Linked DNA regions of Sus scrofa: region 1 is linked to region 2. A link is a contact called in public HiChIP or PLAC-seq data. All regions are on one chromosome and are shown on one strand. Each heading gives the region's core, a stretch centred on a gene start, on an enhancer-like site or on the middle of the called end of the contact. The rest is flanking DNA. Distances are from core to core; before and after follow the strand shown. Region 1 has its middle 42 kb from the start of ARGLU1. Region 2 holds the start of EFNB2 (ephrin B2).

Region 1 (3,485 bases), core at 727-3,226, 77 kb after region 2:
GGGGATCTGGCCTTGCAGTGAGCTGGAGTGTAGGTCTCAGACGCGGCTTGGATCCTGCATTGCTGTGGTTGTGGTGTAGGCTGGTAGCTGCGGCTCCTCTTTGATCTGAGAATGTCCATATGCCACGGATGCCATCCTAAAAAGCAAAAAAATAAAAAATAAATAAAAATAAAAAATAAATTAAAAAAAATTGCCAGGCCATTAGCTTGAAGCTAAGAGATGTGCAGATTCTCAGGCCCTGCCCCAGATTTAGTGAGTTAGAACTGGGGGTTGGGGGGGGCTGGCAATGTGTCTTTGGATAAGCCTTCCAGGAGATTCTGCTAATCATGAAGATCAAGAACCAACGCCCCAGTCCATCCTCCCCTGGGGAGCTGCTCTTCGGCGTCGAAGCTGATCTTGTCTCTTCTGTTTAACCCCTGGACGATTTCTGCGTGATGTCCACATGGGGCAGGCAGCAGGCGGGCAGCCTTCTGGCGGCTGGTGCTGCCTCCGCAGTGGCAGAGTTCTGCGCCCAGCTCCCGAGTTAGCAGAAATGATGGCTTGTTGGTTTCCGTGGCTCCGTCCCCGCCTGCACCCGCTGATCCCACTCTGGCCTCCGTGGCCCTCTTCGACTTTCTGCTTTCTCCTCACCCTTCTGCCGCCTTGCCAGTGGTTCCCTGCAGTATCCCTGAGCCCCTGGCTCGGATCAGCCCCTCCTGCTCCTGGACTCCCCCTAACCTTTTGCTCATCCCCTCCTGTAAATCTGCCACCTCCTGTTGGGGGGGCCGGAGGAAGACATCTCTGTGGCTGCTCTGGGCCCTTGTTTTCTGGCACTTGGTCTAATGATTCCTTCATTCTCAGCAAATGTTTGTTAAACCAATTGAACTGAGCTGACTGGTGTCCTCTGGCTCCCCCTCCCCCTGGCATTTGTACTGTTGTTGACTTTGGCCACTGCCTTGGTCTAACACTGGACACGTCATTTACACTCTCTCCAAGTTGAAAATCATAGTGTCTGGTTGGTGAATCTCATGGGATTTTTGAGTATCCCATGAGGATCCCAGAAATCCCAGCTGAATTATATTCCTTTGGATGGAGACACTGGCTTGAGTCACGTCTGCATTGTCTCTGCTTTTCTGGACCCTGTAATTTGACAGCGGGCTCTAGTTTGCTCAGCCCTGGCCATGCCCGCACCTGCTGATATCCTGCTCCAGCAAGGTCAGTTCCTGGGAAAGTTCTAATTCCCACTGGTGTAAAACGGGAGGCAGAGATGCTGTAAGAAATCGGGAGCTCCAGCGCCATCCAGAGAAGAGGCCAGCAAAGGACGGGGGCAGAGTGTCCTTCAGAGGAAGAGAGGCACCTAAGGGCAGGGCCGGCACTCAGAACGCTTGCAGGCACTCTGCTTTCCTGGGCTCCTCACTGCAGCTCTCACCGCCCTCAGAGGTCGGCCCTGTATATTTTTCTCTCATCAGAAGAGGAAAAAGAGACTCAACTCGGAAATTGAGCCCCTTCCCCCAGTCCCACAGGAAAGACGTGTCAGAGCCAGGATTTGATTCCAACCTCTCTACTCACATCCACCAAACACTCTTGCCTCATCTGCTGGGTTTGCAGTAACTTGGACCCGGAGGTGAGCCTCCGAGTTGGCGACTCTGGCAGGGAAGGTGGTGCTTCACCTGCTCATTCATTCATTCATTCATTCTTCAGTGACGAGAGCCAGTGTGGCGGGGTGGCTGCTGTGGATTGGACTGTGTTCTCCCAAAATCCATATGGTGAAGTCTTAATCCCAGTACGTCTGAGTGAGATCTTGTTTGGAGACGGGGTCTTTACAGAGGTAGTCAGGGTAAAACGAGGTCGTTCGGGCAGGCTGTAATCCAAAACGACTGGTGTCTGTCTTGAAAGCGGAAATCCGGATGCAGAGACATGCCTGGAGGCAAGATGACACCAAGAGACAGGGCAAAGAAGGAACCAACTCTGCTGACACATCATTTCAGACATTGGCCTCCAGAACTGCGAGGCAATAAATATCTATTGCACAAGCCACCCAGTGCGTTATGGCAGCCACAGGAAACAAATACTGTGGTTAAAAGCATGAATTTCTGAATCCGAATGGCTGGCCACAAATCCCCCAGGCTTGGCATCGACTAGCTTTGTCACTCTGAGCAAGCCATTCAGCTTCTCTGGTCCTTGGTGCTCTCCTCCATCAGATAGGGCTGGATGTGCCTCACAAGCGTGTTACAGAGGTGAAATGTGTGCCTGGAGTGCATGCATGCAGCTAGTGCTTGGCACAGAGCAGGACACTCTCCAGGTTGGCTGTTTCTACCGATTATCCGCAATGTGCTTCCCAGCCTGCCTCCCCTCCCCCACAGGACCGCGCGTCATGGTGGGAAACACACATGAAGGCATGATGGGGCTTCTGTTCATTACGGTGATGCCCCAGTACTATGGCACCTACTGATTCTCTCGTACAAGCAGGGAGCATGGCAGGTGGCCCATGAGGGAGCCATGTCCCCGTTCCACGGGTAGGGGGCCTCACTCCAGCTGAGGAAGGGGAAGAATGAGACAAGAGAATAAACTTTTTTTTTTGGAGAATTTTCCAGGTATATTAGTTTTCTAGGGCTGCCTGAACAACCTAATGTAAACTGGGTGACTTAAAACAAGAGAAATGTATTATCTTTTAGTTCTGAAGCTGGAAGTCTCACATCAAGGTCCCAGCAGGGCTGTGTTCCCTATGAGTCTCCAGGGGACAGTCATTCCTTGCCTCTTCCAGCATCCGGTGGCCGACGGCATTTCTGGGCTTATAGCTGCAGCAGCGCAGTCTCTGCCTCCGTCTTCACGGCTTCTCCTCCCTGACCCTGTGTTCTCATCTGCTGCATCTTATAAGAACACTTGTCATTGCATTTAGAAATTTCGACCCTGTTTTCTTTGTTTCTTTTCTTTCTTCCTTTTTATGGCTGCCCCTGCAGTATATGAAAGTTCCCAGGCTAGGGGTCAAATCAGAGCTGCAGCTGCCAGCCTACACCATAGCCACAGCCATGCACAGTGGGATCTGAACTACAACTGCAACCTATGCCGCTGCAGCTTGAGGCAATGCCAGATCCTTAACCCACTGAGCGAGGCCAGGGATCCAACCCTCATCCTCATGGATATTGCTCGGGTACTTAACCCACTGAGCCCCAGCAGGGACTCCAAGACCCTTTTTTCAAATAAGGTCACACTCAGGTTCTGGGGGTCAGAGAGGACACAGCTTTTCGGGGGCCACCATTCAAGCAAGCACAGCCAGTATTTTACACACAGTCTCTGATTTAATCTTGACCACAGCACGGCTATGTCTTCATTTCGTGGATAAGGATACTTAGAAAAAGAGATGGGCTACCTTACCGCAAAGAGTGGCCGTGCCACGGATTCAAGTCTTGGTATTTATGACCTGCCAGCTCGTGACTTGCCTCTCCCCGTGCTCTGAGTGAAGCAAACTGTTTCAAACCTTCTGGAAAGTATCATCTTGCTTCAGG
Region 2 (3,520 bases), core at 516-3,015:
AGTGACCTCTGTAGGCGGAAAGCGAGCGCGGGCTGGTCTGGCCCGGCTCTCCCGGCCCCGCGCCCCGCCCGCAGCGCGCAGGTCCGCGCCCCGCGCTTTCCCGCACCGCCCGGTGCCTCGCGCTTCCGAGGCTGGGGGGGGGGGTGTCAAGGTGTCACTGCTACTACCACTTTCCGGGCAAATGCAGCATCTTACAGCAAGGGAAAAAAGTAGTCCCTATAAGGCCGGGCTGCAGGGAAGGAGGTCGCCTTAAGTAACTTTTACAAGGAGCAGGGCTGGGAAGCATCTGCTTCATGGTGCCATGCAGCATCTTTTAAGAATTTCTCTGTAATCCGATTTAGCCGGGACGTTTTTCACCCTCTGATAGGGAATTCTTGGCTAACATGTTGGTGAATGTGAAATGCACCACTTTTAAAAGAGTGCATATAATTCTTTAATTAAGATGCGATCTCTAAATCCCCGTCCTTTTATTCCTAAATCCATGACGAACTCGCTCAACTTCAATTAGGTCACTGATTTTGCTTCTGATCTCAAATGCTTACTCCCCAACAGCCAATGTCTTCATGCTTGGTGTCCCAAGTTTCCCAAGGTGAAAATTCCATGATTCTATAAAATGTTTTTGGTTATGATTCGAAATGTGTCTGGAGAATGAGATGATACGCAATACTGAATGCACAGACGACTAATTATATATTTAGGGAGGGATCACCTTTTCTAAATTCTAGATGTACGCTGGTAGCTAGTACTGAAACTTAATCTGCACAAGGCCTGGCTTTCTCCCGGCTGCACTGTTTCATAAAAGCAAGTCGAATTCAAGGATCCTATTCCCCATTCCCGCCCAGGCTCCTCGAGTGCGAAGGCTTCAGGGGCTGTGTTGGCTGGGCCGGGCCTTAATTAGGCTTTTGCAGAAAACGTCCTCAAAATCAAGTCAGCTATCGCGACGGCACAGAGTTCGGGGCCGCTGGTTTAGAAAAGAAGGTAGAGGCCGACGTGCAGAGGGTTCCCCGGGAGCACTCTAAGGCCGGCCTCCAGGGCGGGGAGGAAAAGGGCTCGCCGCCCGAGTTCTCCCAAGCAGGCGAGCTCCCTGCGCACCCTCGGGCAGGCGGCGCGGCGCCGAGGCGCACGAGCTCCGGGCGGCCCAGAGACACCAGGCTCCCTTCTCCCGAGTGCTCTCCACGCCCGAGCACCGCCGACCCCGCCCGCCCGCGGGGCCTGGACCGCGCTCCGCTGCTCCTTGGGAGCACAGCATCCCCGCCTCTCCGAAGCCTGCAAGCCCTCGCGCGCAGGCCAGCATGGTTGGTGGCCCTGTTCCCCGGCCTCGAAAAGAAGCGAGGGTCAGGTATCGCCATCGGACACCTTCCCGGACATGACACTCGAGCCATCAGGGTTTTTTTAGCGCCAGGGAGCTGATGGGGGAAGGAGTGACTAGGAGGGCGCCCCTTAGGGCCGGCGCTCTGGCTGGAAGGCCGAGCGGAGTCACCATCAAGTGAAACGTGCTGGGGTGGGGGACAAGCGGACGCGAGTAATCGAGGTTCCAGAAACAGGCTCCGAGGCTCCACGGCCCGACCCTTCCTCCCGCCAGGACAGCACGGGGCGCGGCGGACCCCGGGGCGGCGATCGAGGGGGATTGCGGACGCTACTTACTTAGAGTTCGAGGAATTCCAATAGATGGGCTCTAAAACTATCGATCTGGAAATCGCAGTTCTGCATAAAACCATCAAAACTCCCCAGCAGTACTTCCACACGGAGTCCCTCCTCGCGGCCATGGCGAAGCCGCTCCCAGCTCCGCGCACTCCTGGCGTCGGAGGAACGGGGTGCGGGCCGAAAGCCCCAATCTTCCGGGCAGACAAGGAGGGACCGCAGGCAGCTCCGGGGCGCGCCGAGCAGCTCCAGCGGTTGCCGAGGCCAGGGACGTTCCCTTCGGGGCCCTCAGAACGCGGGGCGGGAGCGCACGCGCGGGGCGCGGCGGCGCGGCGGGCTCGGGGCTCCGGGGCGCCGCGCCGGACGCAGCTCGGACAGCCGTACCCCGTGCGGCTCCAGGGTGCCGGGCGCGGGGCGGCGGAGAGGGCGCGCGGCCGGGACACAAAGGCGGAGAGACGGACTCGGCGCGGGCGGCGGGCGCTGCGCCCTGAGCGGGGCCGCCTGGCACTATAGATCCAGGGGGGCGGGCAGTGGCCCGAGCGCGCGGGCGCCGCTTCGGCGCGGTTCCATGTCCCGGAGCGCGGACCGCGAGCTGCGAAGGGCGCCTCCAGGCGCCCGGGAGCCTCCAAAGTCCTCGCCGCTCCCAGCCCGCGGATCAGGCAGGAGGGGCTCGTTCCTCGCCGCGGGCGCCAGACGCGCGCGGGCCTTTGTGTGCGGGGTGGGCGCCGGGACCAGCTTCGCGCGCGGCTCCTCGCTCCGGCCGGCGCCGCCGTCCCCGCCGAGGAGAGTCAGCTCTGCCTGCGCGCTGTCAGAGCACTATAAACGCCGGGCCCCGCCCCACATCGCGCAGCCCATTGGTCCGTTGCTCCGCAGACGCGAGCGGATTGGGCGGCTGGCCGGTCCATCAGCCGCCCCCTCCCGACATTGGGAGCCGCGAGGCGGGGCGCCAGCTGACAGGTGAGCCCCGCCCCCGGCCAGGGCGGCGGCAAGAGCTGAGCGCTGGGAAGCCCTCGAGGGAGAGGAGGTTGCGCGTGCACCCGGCGCTCCCGGGGCTGCGGGATGGGGACGCTGGCAGGGGCGGGCGAATGGGGACAGGGACAGCACGGGCCACCTGTCCCCACGCCCAGCACGCGCTCTCATTGCCCGGGAAGTGTCCTAACTTCAGCCGAGGGACGACGTCGATGGCGAAACTTTCCCTCCGGAGTGGTTGGCAGTGGGTTTCCCGTGGGCCTTCCTCCTTAAATGATGTGCGCCTTCTGCGTGGACTGGCTCACGTCCTGTTCGCGCATCCCTTCGCGGCCCCCACCAGGCCTCTCAGTCATGCGTTTCACACCTGACTTCGGTACCAAACGTCAGCTGGCGCCGGGAGAAGCAAAACGACTCCCGGGGCGCGGACGTCCTGGCCCCGAGCCCTCCGCGCCTCGCTTCCCGCGAAGGGAGCACCTCTCCTTCCCCCAAGTGTCGCCTGCACACCCGCGCCCGCCGCGGGACCTTCTCCTTAATTAGCCTCTGCGACACACTCACGCCTCCCAAGGTGACCGGGGGATTTAGGGGTGACGGTGACAAATAGCGCCAAAACACAGAGGCGGCAGGAATTCTTCAGTTGGATTGTCGGCGAGGCGCTTGCCCAAAGAGTGGCTGGGACCGGCGCCTCCGCGCCGCCGCTTCCACGGACCCACAGCGCCCACTAGCGGCCGACGCGCTCGGCGGGAGCGAGCACCACGGTCTCGCCACCCGGAACCAGAACCCGCGACCCAACCACGCGGAAAGTCCAAAGGAGGATCTGCTGAAATGACAACAGCAGGGAGAGCTCGGAAGAAATAAGGCACAATACAAACGTAACAGTTCACAGTTGTTACATTTGGATACCAACACGCTT

What was found. HiChIP or PLAC-seq counts read pairs in DNA pulled down with a chosen protein or histone mark.
Region 1: a contact with region 2 is called in an H3K27ac HiChIP or PLAC-seq map of alveolar macrophages. The contact joins the enhancer-like site here to the promoter of EFNB2 in region 2. A contact is called at or near these places in 1 of 47 Hi-C or Micro-C datasets (epiblast stem cells) and 1 of 2 datasets of contacts at active chromatin or transcription factors (alveolar macrophages).

The regions. Positions count from the first base shown.
Region 1 is chr11:74,307,830-74,311,314 of Sscrofa11.1, forward strand. No RefSeq gene overlaps it. Among named protein-coding and RNA genes, the nearest start is that of ARGLU1, 42 kb to the left of the region's middle. Within about 2 kb of position 1,977, at least 6 of the 83 cell types and tissues checked have an H3K27ac peak or open chromatin away from gene starts, as enhancers often do. A contact at or near this core is called in alveolar macrophages, where this site is marked.
Region 2 is chr11:74,231,003-74,234,522 of Sscrofa11.1, forward strand. EFNB2 (ephrin B2) reads right to left here and starts at 1,766. Exons shown (of 5, transcript NM_001114286.1): 1 at 1,645-1,766. The coding sequence starts at 1,766.